2 separate regions of the Pan troglodytes genome follow, and region 2 is linked to region 1. Evidence: chromatin contacts called from public Hi-C data. All regions are on one chromosome and are shown on one strand. Each heading gives the region's core, a stretch centred on a gene start, on an enhancer-like site or on the middle of the called end of the contact. The rest is flanking DNA. Distances are from core to core; before and after follow the strand shown.

What was found. A called contact is a pair of places that touch in the nucleus more often than the background predicts.
Region 2: a Hi-C map of induced pluripotent stem cells shows a contact between it and region 1, with 2.1 times the contacts expected there. The contact joins the enhancer-like site here to the promoter of BIN3 in region 1. A contact is called at or near these places in 3 of 7 Hi-C or Micro-C datasets (blood, induced pluripotent stem cells and stem cell-derived neural progenitor cells) and 1 of 1 datasets of contacts at active chromatin or transcription factors (stem cell-derived excitatory neurons).

The regions. Positions count from the first base shown.
Region 1 is chr7:30,996,319-31,000,994 of NHGRI_mPanTro3-v2.0_pri, forward strand. BIN3 (bridging integrator 3) reads right to left here and starts at 2,081. Exons shown (of 10, transcript XM_054657306.2): 1 at 1,695-2,081.
Region 2 is chr7:31,243,052-31,247,727 of NHGRI_mPanTro3-v2.0_pri, forward strand. The region is part of intron 3 of PEBP4 (phosphatidylethanolamine binding protein 4); the gene reads right to left. Among named protein-coding and RNA genes, the nearest start is that of PEBP4, 25 kb to the right of the region's middle. Within about 2 kb of position 2,655, at least 3 of the 24 cell types and tissues checked have an H3K27ac peak or open chromatin away from gene starts, as enhancers often do. A contact at or near this core is called in induced pluripotent stem cells and stem cell-derived neural progenitor cells, where this site is marked.

The DNA of each region.
Region 1 (4,676 bases), core at 831-3,330:
AGAGAATCATTTACCTTTATTAGTTTCTGCTGTGCTCTTCTCCCAACTTCTGAAGGGAAGATTGGTTCAGTAAAGGCCAATCTAGGCAATATAAAGCATCTGTACTGCCTCATTTTCACTTTGAAAAATTAGGTAAGAACACTGCAAAGATTCAAGACGCAGCAGCCAAAAGGATATCTATATTGCAAGACTGGGGGGCCCAGAATGACACTGAAAGGACATAATTCCTCTGGGAAAGGGAACTGAAGAATTGCCGCTTTGCCCACCACTAACTAGGTTATAACAAGACAGGGAAGGTAGCTTTTTAAGGCTCCAGCCCCTTATTGGCCTCCTGGAGCAAATGGTGGAGGGAAAAGCAGAAGCTCCTGCCGGGGCTTATTAGGGCATTGCTTCAGGCTTTCCTCCCGTGCTTGCGGTGATTGTCTGACATTTGTCCATCAATCTTGGTCTAAGAAACAGGTGGGGGAGGGGACAGATGGTTCGCATTTTACTTTAGAGAAGTATCCCTGACACTGACTGATATCAGCTGCTTGTGTTCTCCACTGATGGCCAAAATTAAGCTGCAAAAGCCTTCCTGAAGGACATTCTGTTATCTTAATTCATTCATAACTGGTTATCATGCGCTTTGCATAAACAAACACACTAGCCTCTGAGGACAGAGTGGCAAATATGTTCCCTATGTCCATGGGCTGATTAATCTTGTACATCTCTGGGGCTCAATTTATTCACACACTATAGTTGAATCCCCTGAGGTCCAGGGTTGTGGCTATATAGGTCCTTGGGCCTGATGGTAAGGTAAGGTCCTGCATATGAGTATTCTCTAACCTCTAAGAAAACCCCAGGAAGGCAGGCAAGTCACAATTCTCTCCTGTGAACATAAATAATCGAGAGCAACAAATGGGGATTGCCTTTTGGGCAAACTGAGTCTTACAAAATAAATACACCATTATGAAGTGTCTACTATGACCCAAGTATCACATCATACTGCAGCAACTGGAATTGTGACTCTATTACTCTAAGACTCCCTGGCTTCTTTTCTCATGGCATGATAGTTCCCATAAGTTTAAACTTAACCATGCCTATTTAGAGGGCAGGCAGTGAGTAATAGCCCTGGAATGATTAAAACCAGTCCAATCCCACAGTGGAAGGGTGTGTGCGGAGTGTAATTCTGGCCCCTTTAAAAAGAGAAGCAAGTTTTCCTTGTCTTTTGAAGCCTGCTAAGTCGTGCAAAGAGGATAGTTACCCAGAAGGGAGTGGGTTTTGATTAGTGAACTGGGTCCAGGCTGCCACAGCGAGGGCCACAGCTCTGGAGGGACTGGCGCGGGGCAGAGATGCCCACAGGAGAGAAAGACGACACTGACTCCACCTCAATGGGTGTTTAAAAAAGGAGGGAACAAGGAAGTCCCTCACTTCAAGGAGCTAGGAGGACGCGAGTCCGGCAAAACGGGTCAGACGCGGAGTCTCAGGCTAAGAGGATCATCCGCCACTCTCCCCGGGAGTCCTGCTGAGAGATTGCGACTCCGGAAAGCACCGAGGGAACGACCCTAGGGCAGGGGCTGTCGGGCCTTGCTCTGGGGCGGAGGGGTCGCAAGGGACCGGAGGGAGCCGGGACGCGGCACTGACACAGGGCCAGGGGCCTCGCGGGTCCGCGGGTCCACGGGTCCAGCAGCTCCCGCCGCCTGGGCCTCACTCACCAGCTCATGGTCCCGAACCTGCGTCTGCCGCCGGGGTCCTCAGCCACAACTCGTTCCTCTAGGGTCACTTCCGGATTCAACCAGTCTCCAGGAAGTGACGTAAGCCCGCCTCTCTGCCCGGAAGAGGCGGTTGGGAGGCGGAGCCCGGCGCGTTAACCCTTCTGCTGCTGCGTGCTCGCCGCGGAGTTTCTCTTGCCGGCGACCCTCTGGCTCTGGCCAAGCGCTTAGACACACAGGCTGCAACGGGGGATGAGGGGAACCTCTGGGGGCGTTTTCTGCCTTCAACACTGACTCCTAAAGATCTCTTCACCTGACCATGCAGGGCCCTTAGCCGGGCTGTCCCCTCTGTCAAGTGGTTTCTAATCCAGAGACAGTGGCAGCAATTGCCTGTGGGAGAAGGAGCCATTTGGGATGGAGAAAGTGGAAAACTTACATTCTCTGAATGCTCTTTCCTATCTTTTACAGTTTGTACACCACACATGCATTACCTGTTACAAACAAACGGACGTTTCCCTTCCAAGATGGCACAGGGCTCTGAATATCAATAGATAGGTGCTTTTCAGGTTGGAATGTTTCGTAGATTTATTCAACACAATAAGATGCAGAGTATGAGTTGTTCCCTGCCTTTCAGCCCTTCCCTTTGGTCTCCTCTACAGGACTCAAATGATGTAAATTGCCCCATTCGTTCTATTCCTTCATTTAACTAATACTAGTTGCACTAATATTAGTGTCAGGTACCGAGCCAATCTTAGGATACAGCTATCTCAAAGAAGTATCTGCCCTGCTCTTGTTCCTTCCCAGAGCTACTTTCCTGGAGGGAGAGACAAGCAGGCAATTATAATCATGCTATAGGATAGGATAGAATGAGGTGTGGTGGCAGCCTGGAAGGGGACCCTGAAGCAGCACATGGGGTTTTGGGGAAGGCTTCCAGGAGGAGCCAGTGTGTAAGCCAAGCCCTCAAGGCAGAATCAGGGCTAGCCAGGTGAATCTGAGATGAGGGGTGACGAGGCTCCAGGCAGAGGGAGCTTACCATGGCTAAGACACAGACAGGACCAAGCAAGCAGCTGACTTGCCTCGGGTCTCCCAAAGTCAGAATTCAGGGCCTTAGTGGCTCACAAGTTGCCTGGGATTCTGGGCTGACTTGGTTTCCTCACTGCTAAGTACCTCCCTGCCTTGGAAGAGAGACAAGAAGGCAGTGAGGCCTGTGCAGGTGCTGCTGGGCCCCCAGTGACCTTCTCTCTAGGAATTCTCCTTCCTCAGATGGACCGGGATTGTTTCAGGGACTGCTTAGGGGGTTGCTAATCAATGACCTAGTGGGAAAAATATGACCAATGACCTAGAGCAGAAGTAGTGTATGATTTGTTTTGACCTCCTAGGGTGGAGTAGAGGGCTTGAGCAGGAGAGGTAGGAGGGTGGGCCACAGGATGCAGTCTCTCATTTGTGTTTTCTGTTTCCATTCTTGAGAGTCCATAGTTTGACTCAATTGAAGTTTCCAATGGAGGTTGGGTCCCCAAGCACATCATGCAGATCAGCTTCATTACCATGTTGTTCCTCAGGAAACAGGCCAAAATGAGCACAAGAGCAGCCTTGAAGAGTAAAGAGGAAGAGCAGAAGTCACCAAAGGGTAGCCTGGGCAGAGAGTGTGGGTAAAGGGAAAGAGAGAGTCCTCGCTGCTTTGCAGAGAGTGTGATGGATGGAAGGGCTGTTGTGGGTTTAGGAGCCTCCTGGCAGTTAGCACCTGTGAATAGTTTTCCCACCTGCTTCCTCCCTTCCCCATGTTCTGCCTCCCTCAGTTATGCCCCACAGGGATAAATATTTCCAAACGTTTTAGCCTAGGTAACTGCTGTATACTAGTAGAAGTCTGTTTCAGGGCTGGAGGGCAGCAGACACATCCTAGAGGACTAGAATGGATAAGTTCTGGACTACAAGTCTGGAGGAGTCTGGGGCTCTATTTCCAGTTCAACCTTTGACACTATAACTGACCTCAGATAAGTCACATCCCCTTTGTGGCCTTGGTCCCCTCATCTATAAGATGGAGTGAGTAGATCACATCCCAAAGTATCCAACATTGCAAGGTTCCAAGTCAGCTGTCTTGTTGACTCTAGAGGCCCTGGGGAAATAGGAGAATGGGAAAGGCAGGTGAACAGAGGGGCAAGCCCAGAGAAGTGGGCAGGTCTGAGGAACTGGTGATATCTTGGATAAAGCTAAATATGAATTTTTCTGGGGCTGTGCTGTTGACAGGTCACCTCGAAATCTTTAATGCAGCCAGCAGGATCTTTGAGGTTACTAAAAAGAATGGTGTCCTCCCAGGAGTCTGTCTGGAATGTGCCTGCTTGGTCTCCTTACCTGTGGCTCATTCGCTCAGCTAGAGGGGCACTGGGCTGAGGAGGGACAGTCAGGCATCCTGCTATCCTGTGTTCCTCCATGAGCCTGCTGTGCCATGAGGCATTGATCCCTGGGGAGCTGAACATGGAGACACACAAACACTTCCCACTGTTGTGAAAAACTCAGCCTGCAGGGTCGGGAGCTATGTCTTTCTTATTTATAACCAAAGGGACAGCATGGTACAGATTGATCCTGCCCCTGCAGGGAAGGAATGGAAAAGAGAAAATTGGGTTTCTAAGTAGAAGCTGAGAGTGGAGGTGCTTTGGGTAGAGGTGGATACTCCTGGTTTCAAGCCTTGTAAATACTGATTCTTCCCCAGAAGTCTGAGCCTGAAGTTAAAAGACTGTTCAGGTGGCAGAGGTCTACTTCTGGGACAAAGCTGTTTACGAGAGGAAAAGCAGCAGCAGAACCTGCTCCACCATCAGCCCCCAACTTTTCCTTGGAGTTTTTTGCTCAGAAGTTGGTAAGCAGGTGCTTCCCACTGACTCTCATCTGTGGGATTGTCATGTCCTGTCTCTCCCAGCCTTTCCCACACAGAAGTCTAGGGCTGGCCCCCGAGTCTTTCACCATGCCAACCTCTTATTAGTGAAGAGTGAG
Region 2 (4,676 bases), core at 1,405-3,904, 250 kb after region 1:
TGCAGTAGGGGCTTGGCTGGCTGAGCTCCAGCTCCCAGGGCCAGCATAGGGCAGCCCCCTCCAGCCCCTGCGGCCACACCTGCGCCCCTCCTGCCCACTATCCCCTTCCTCCTCCTCTTCCCTCAGAAGCATCTCCTGCACCTCCCACCCCTGACTTCCAGTCAGTGGCCAGGTCCCATTGGCTCCAAAGGAGCTGGACACCCTTTGAAATTTCCTCCTAACTCCCACCATCCACACCGTTTATCACCTTGGAATGAGCATTTCCAGTCGACCCCTCAACCCCTCCTTCTGCTGTATTTTGACATTGCCCTTTTATTGGCTCCTTCCTGCCAGAATTTATTTATTTATTTAGAGTTGGGGTCTTGCTCCATTGCCCAGGCTGAAGTGCAGTGGCACAATCATAGCTCCTTAGCCTACTGCAGCCTTGAACTCCTGGGTTCAAGTGATTTTCCCACCTTAGCCTCCCCAGTACCTAGGACTACAGGTGTGAACTACCAGGCCTGGCTACTTTTTTTTTTTTTTTTTTTTTTTGAGACAGAGTCTTGCTCTGTTGCCCAGGCTGGAGTACAGTGGCGCGATCTAGGCTCACTGCAACCGCTGCCTCCTGGGTTCAAGTGATTCTCCTATCTCAGCCTCCCAAGTACCTGGGATTACAGGCATGTGCCACCACACCCAGCTAAGTTTTGTATTTTTAGTAGAAATGGGGTTTCACCATGTTGGCCAGGCTGATCTCCTGACTTCAAGTGATCTGCCCACCTCAGCCTCCCAAAGTACTGGGATTACAGGCATCAACCACCATGAGGCCTGGTTAACTTCATTTTTTTGTAGAGATGGGGTCTCTAACTCCTGACCTCAAGCAAATCCTCCTGTCTTGGGCTCCCGAAGTGTTGGGATTAGAGATGTGACCCACTTCGTAAATATTACTGAACACATACTGTGCCCAGTATGTGCCACTGTGCCCAGCCCCTGCCAGCATTTAAATATTCGCAGGCATCTCTTCTCCCCTGGCAAAGCGGTGGTGTGAATAGCCTACTCCATGGGATCCACTCCTCATTCACTCCTTGGTCCCCTCACACGGGTAACCAGTAGCTTGCTGGGGTAAGGCAGAGCGTGCATTTCCTGTGGCCTCACCCAACCTCTCTGGCTGGCTGCTGTTGAGCATAGCAGAGCCTACCCACAGGTAAACCTGTCTGCCTCTCAGAGTCCACCCCTGCTGGAACACTGAGGATGCAGACCCAGGTGCCCAGCCCTGCCTTCTCTTCTGGAGTCAGATGGCCGACCTGCCTCTCGGGCAGCTACCTCTGGATGCTACAGCCTCCTCAAACTCTATGGGTTTCTGTGCAGAATTCGGTGCCAATGGCTGCCATCCCTGTAAAAAACCCAGTGCTTCTCTGTGTCCCCTTCTTGGTGAAGGCACCGTTATTAGAGTTAACATATACCCCAGCTTGCCAGCGCCGTGCCTAATGACACACATTGTCCTGGCATAACTATTAACAGCACCCCCCTTTAGTCTCAAAAGGGTCCTGTCTTAGATGAGAAATTATATACTCAACCTCATTGTTACCCACTCGCCTGCTCATCACAGAAACCCGAGGGTCATCTGGACTCTCCCTCTCCCCAATATCCCCACAGCCCCCAAGCTCTATGGGTTCCCCATCCTTAACATCTTTTAAGCCCAGCCCATGGTCCATGCCATCACCTAGGTTGCAGGGTGGGCACCTTGCCTTCAATCTTACCTTTCTTCCATTCTTCCACCTGCTGCTGGAGTGACCTTCCCAAATTGCAAATCTGATCACATTTACCAGCCTAAAAATCAAATGGTGACTCTCCTCCCCCAGCCACCAGCCAAACTTTAAGATAAACTCTAAACTCCACACCAGGGCCATGAAGTTCTTGGCTCCTAACCATGGATGTGCCCCTGCCCTACCCGCCCCGACCCCCGACCCCACCACAAGCCTCATCCCTCACCTCACCATCCTGGCTCCCATCTGTCCCTTGCTGGGTCCTGGCTCACTGACACCCTGTGTCCCCATGCTTGCCCACTACCTGTCTATCTCCCCAGCTATACTGCAAGCTCCGTGATAGTGTCTTTCGTCTCTGAATCAATAGCACTGACATGGTGCCTGATGCACAGTGTGTTCAGTAATATTTACGAAGTGAGTCACCGCACATCCCTAACACCAAATAGTCCGTGGCGGCTGCAGTCCCCTGAGCCAGTGGGCCTGCACTTGACCGCTTCCACATGTAGGAGAGGAGACTCCACATGTAGTCTACTGGAAGACGTCTCTGCTCCATCCATTAGGGGCTGTTCTTCTAGAATTGCTGTGGGTGTTGGGAGCCCCCTGTCCTTCCTCGGCTAATCATTTTGTGACTGCAGCAGCCTGTATTTTTCTGCTCTGTGTATACAGAGAAGGGTTGGTGGGGGCGGTGGACCTGTGAGTTCCGAGGTCTCTTATAGAGAGGAGAGTTCCAGGCCTCTAGAAAATTTGGGTTGAAACTTGTGTCTCCACCATGGGCCAATGAGGGCGAGAAGGTGCTCCCTGGGAGGCTGCGGCTAGAGGCCTGGGCTGGCATGAAATGCACTGGCCCAGGTGGATAGGGCACTCAGGGCCACCTGCTTTGTGAGGAGAAGAAATAGTGCCTGGGCCAAGCCTGATTGGAAACTCCAGGGAGAGCGGGACAGACCGAGGCAGCCTTTTGTTCCCTCCCTGTAATGCAATGCACATTCCCCACTTAAAGGCAATTTCTGCACTTCAAAAGGATTCCAGCTGGCGAAATTTAAGGTGGAGAATAAGCCCCCAGTCAAGAAGCTTCTCAGGGGCCTTTCAGTTTTCCTTGGCTTGAGAACGGGATGCATTTTTAAATGTTTGCCTCTTCATGTTTGTCAGAGCGCCAGGGGAGAAACGCTTCCTCTTACTTCCACACCTCTCTCGCTCAGCCATAGCTGGCACGGGAGCCAGCCACGTTTTCCTGTGTTACTTTGCCTTCTCATGAACCTGCCTGACTTCCTCTCTTTCTCTGCCTGCTTCCCCACCCACCCCCCAGCTCACACCCCACCCCTAGGGGGAGGAGAGAGTCCTGCTGCCCTGGGTTCACTAGGTTTAGCAGCTTTCCTTCAACAGATGCTGAAAGGGCCAACAGTTGGGCTGACACAGCTCATAGCTCACACTCCAGGAGATGCTCTCCCACATGTCATTCATTCATTCATGCATTCATGAATTCATGCATTCACCTGTTCACTCTCTCACCTAGTCACCCAGTCAGCCAGCATGGCATCTGAGGTGCTGGTGGGGCCCACGGGTGACTCAAAGAAAAACAACACATAGTCTTTCTCTCCTAACTTATAAAGTGCTTGAAGCTTTGAGAGACAGGAATGAGCAACTACAGCACAAGACACAGGGAAGTCAAAACCCAGTTTAGAGGGTAGGAACATTTTAAAAGCACAGAGAAAGAAAAGATCAGCCAGGGATGTAGGTGGAGCCCAGAGGGAGGCAGTCAGGGAAGGCTTCCTAGAGGAGGAAGCATTGTGACGGGAGCAGGGTCCAAAGACGCCAAGGATGGGGAAGTGGCCAATGCCAGAATATGGAGGTGGGAAGCTCTCTGGTGGGCACAGAGGCACTGCTGCACCCCTCTTTCCAGGGCTTTGGAGTTTGCTGGGGGCGGGGGAGGGGGGGGGTGTTCCCAGGCATGTCCACTGGCAGTCACTGCTTTGGTGGCATTGCTTCAGTCACCTTGGAAGCAATGCACCATCCCCACATAGCAGTCACCAACTCGTGCCCTTCTCCATCAGGCCCAGAAGAAATACCTTCATGCTCTTCTCTGTCCTAAACACTCAGGCTCCCCGCACCCTTTTCTTGAGGGACCCAGATAGCACTTGCTCCTCCAGCCTCACCAGTCATGCCCTCTCCCTTAAGGGAAGCTCCAACTACCACCTTCCCTAGGAAGAACTATCCTTCCTGCCCACCCCCTTCCATTCTAACCAGGGAAAGCTTCCCTTCGGCCAGCCCACCCCTGCCTGTGCCAGCGCCCCCTGGTGTCTCCCTTAGAGCCCTTGCCAGTGGCCCACTGGCCAGGCCCATGGGCTCTGGAGTTGGGCAGACCTGGCTTTGACTCTGGCTCTGGCACCTTTCAGCTCTGTACTTGGCCAGATTACTCACTTCCATAGGACCTGCCCTTGCATTTCCTACCTAACATCCTTTCACCCTTATCTGATCAATCACACCTTGACTTGCATTCAGGGCAACCATCCTCCTCTACTCTCAGTCCTTGTAGATTAAGGGGAGCTGTAGAGGGTCACTGCTAGGTTCAGGGATAGGCACAAGACCAAAGCGAGACCAATCCTGTGACTTTTAATGGATGGAAAACCCTATTTCCACTGGGGTTGACAAATTGGTCAAACACAAACCTAAGGCTGTTGGGGCCATCTTTGTCACAAGGAAAGACTCTATTTACAAATGAAAACAGCACAGAAAAAAACAATCAAGAGACAGATTCCTGGTGACACTGAGCACCTGGATCCAGCCTCGCCTGAAGTTATCCCTGGAGTTTTCAGTTTTGTGAACCAATGTTTCCCCCTCTTTTCTGGCTTAAGCCGATTTGAGTTGACTTTTTGTCACATGCCACTAATAGTCTTGATGAAAGAAATACTTAACTTGGAGACTTAAATGAAAGGTCCG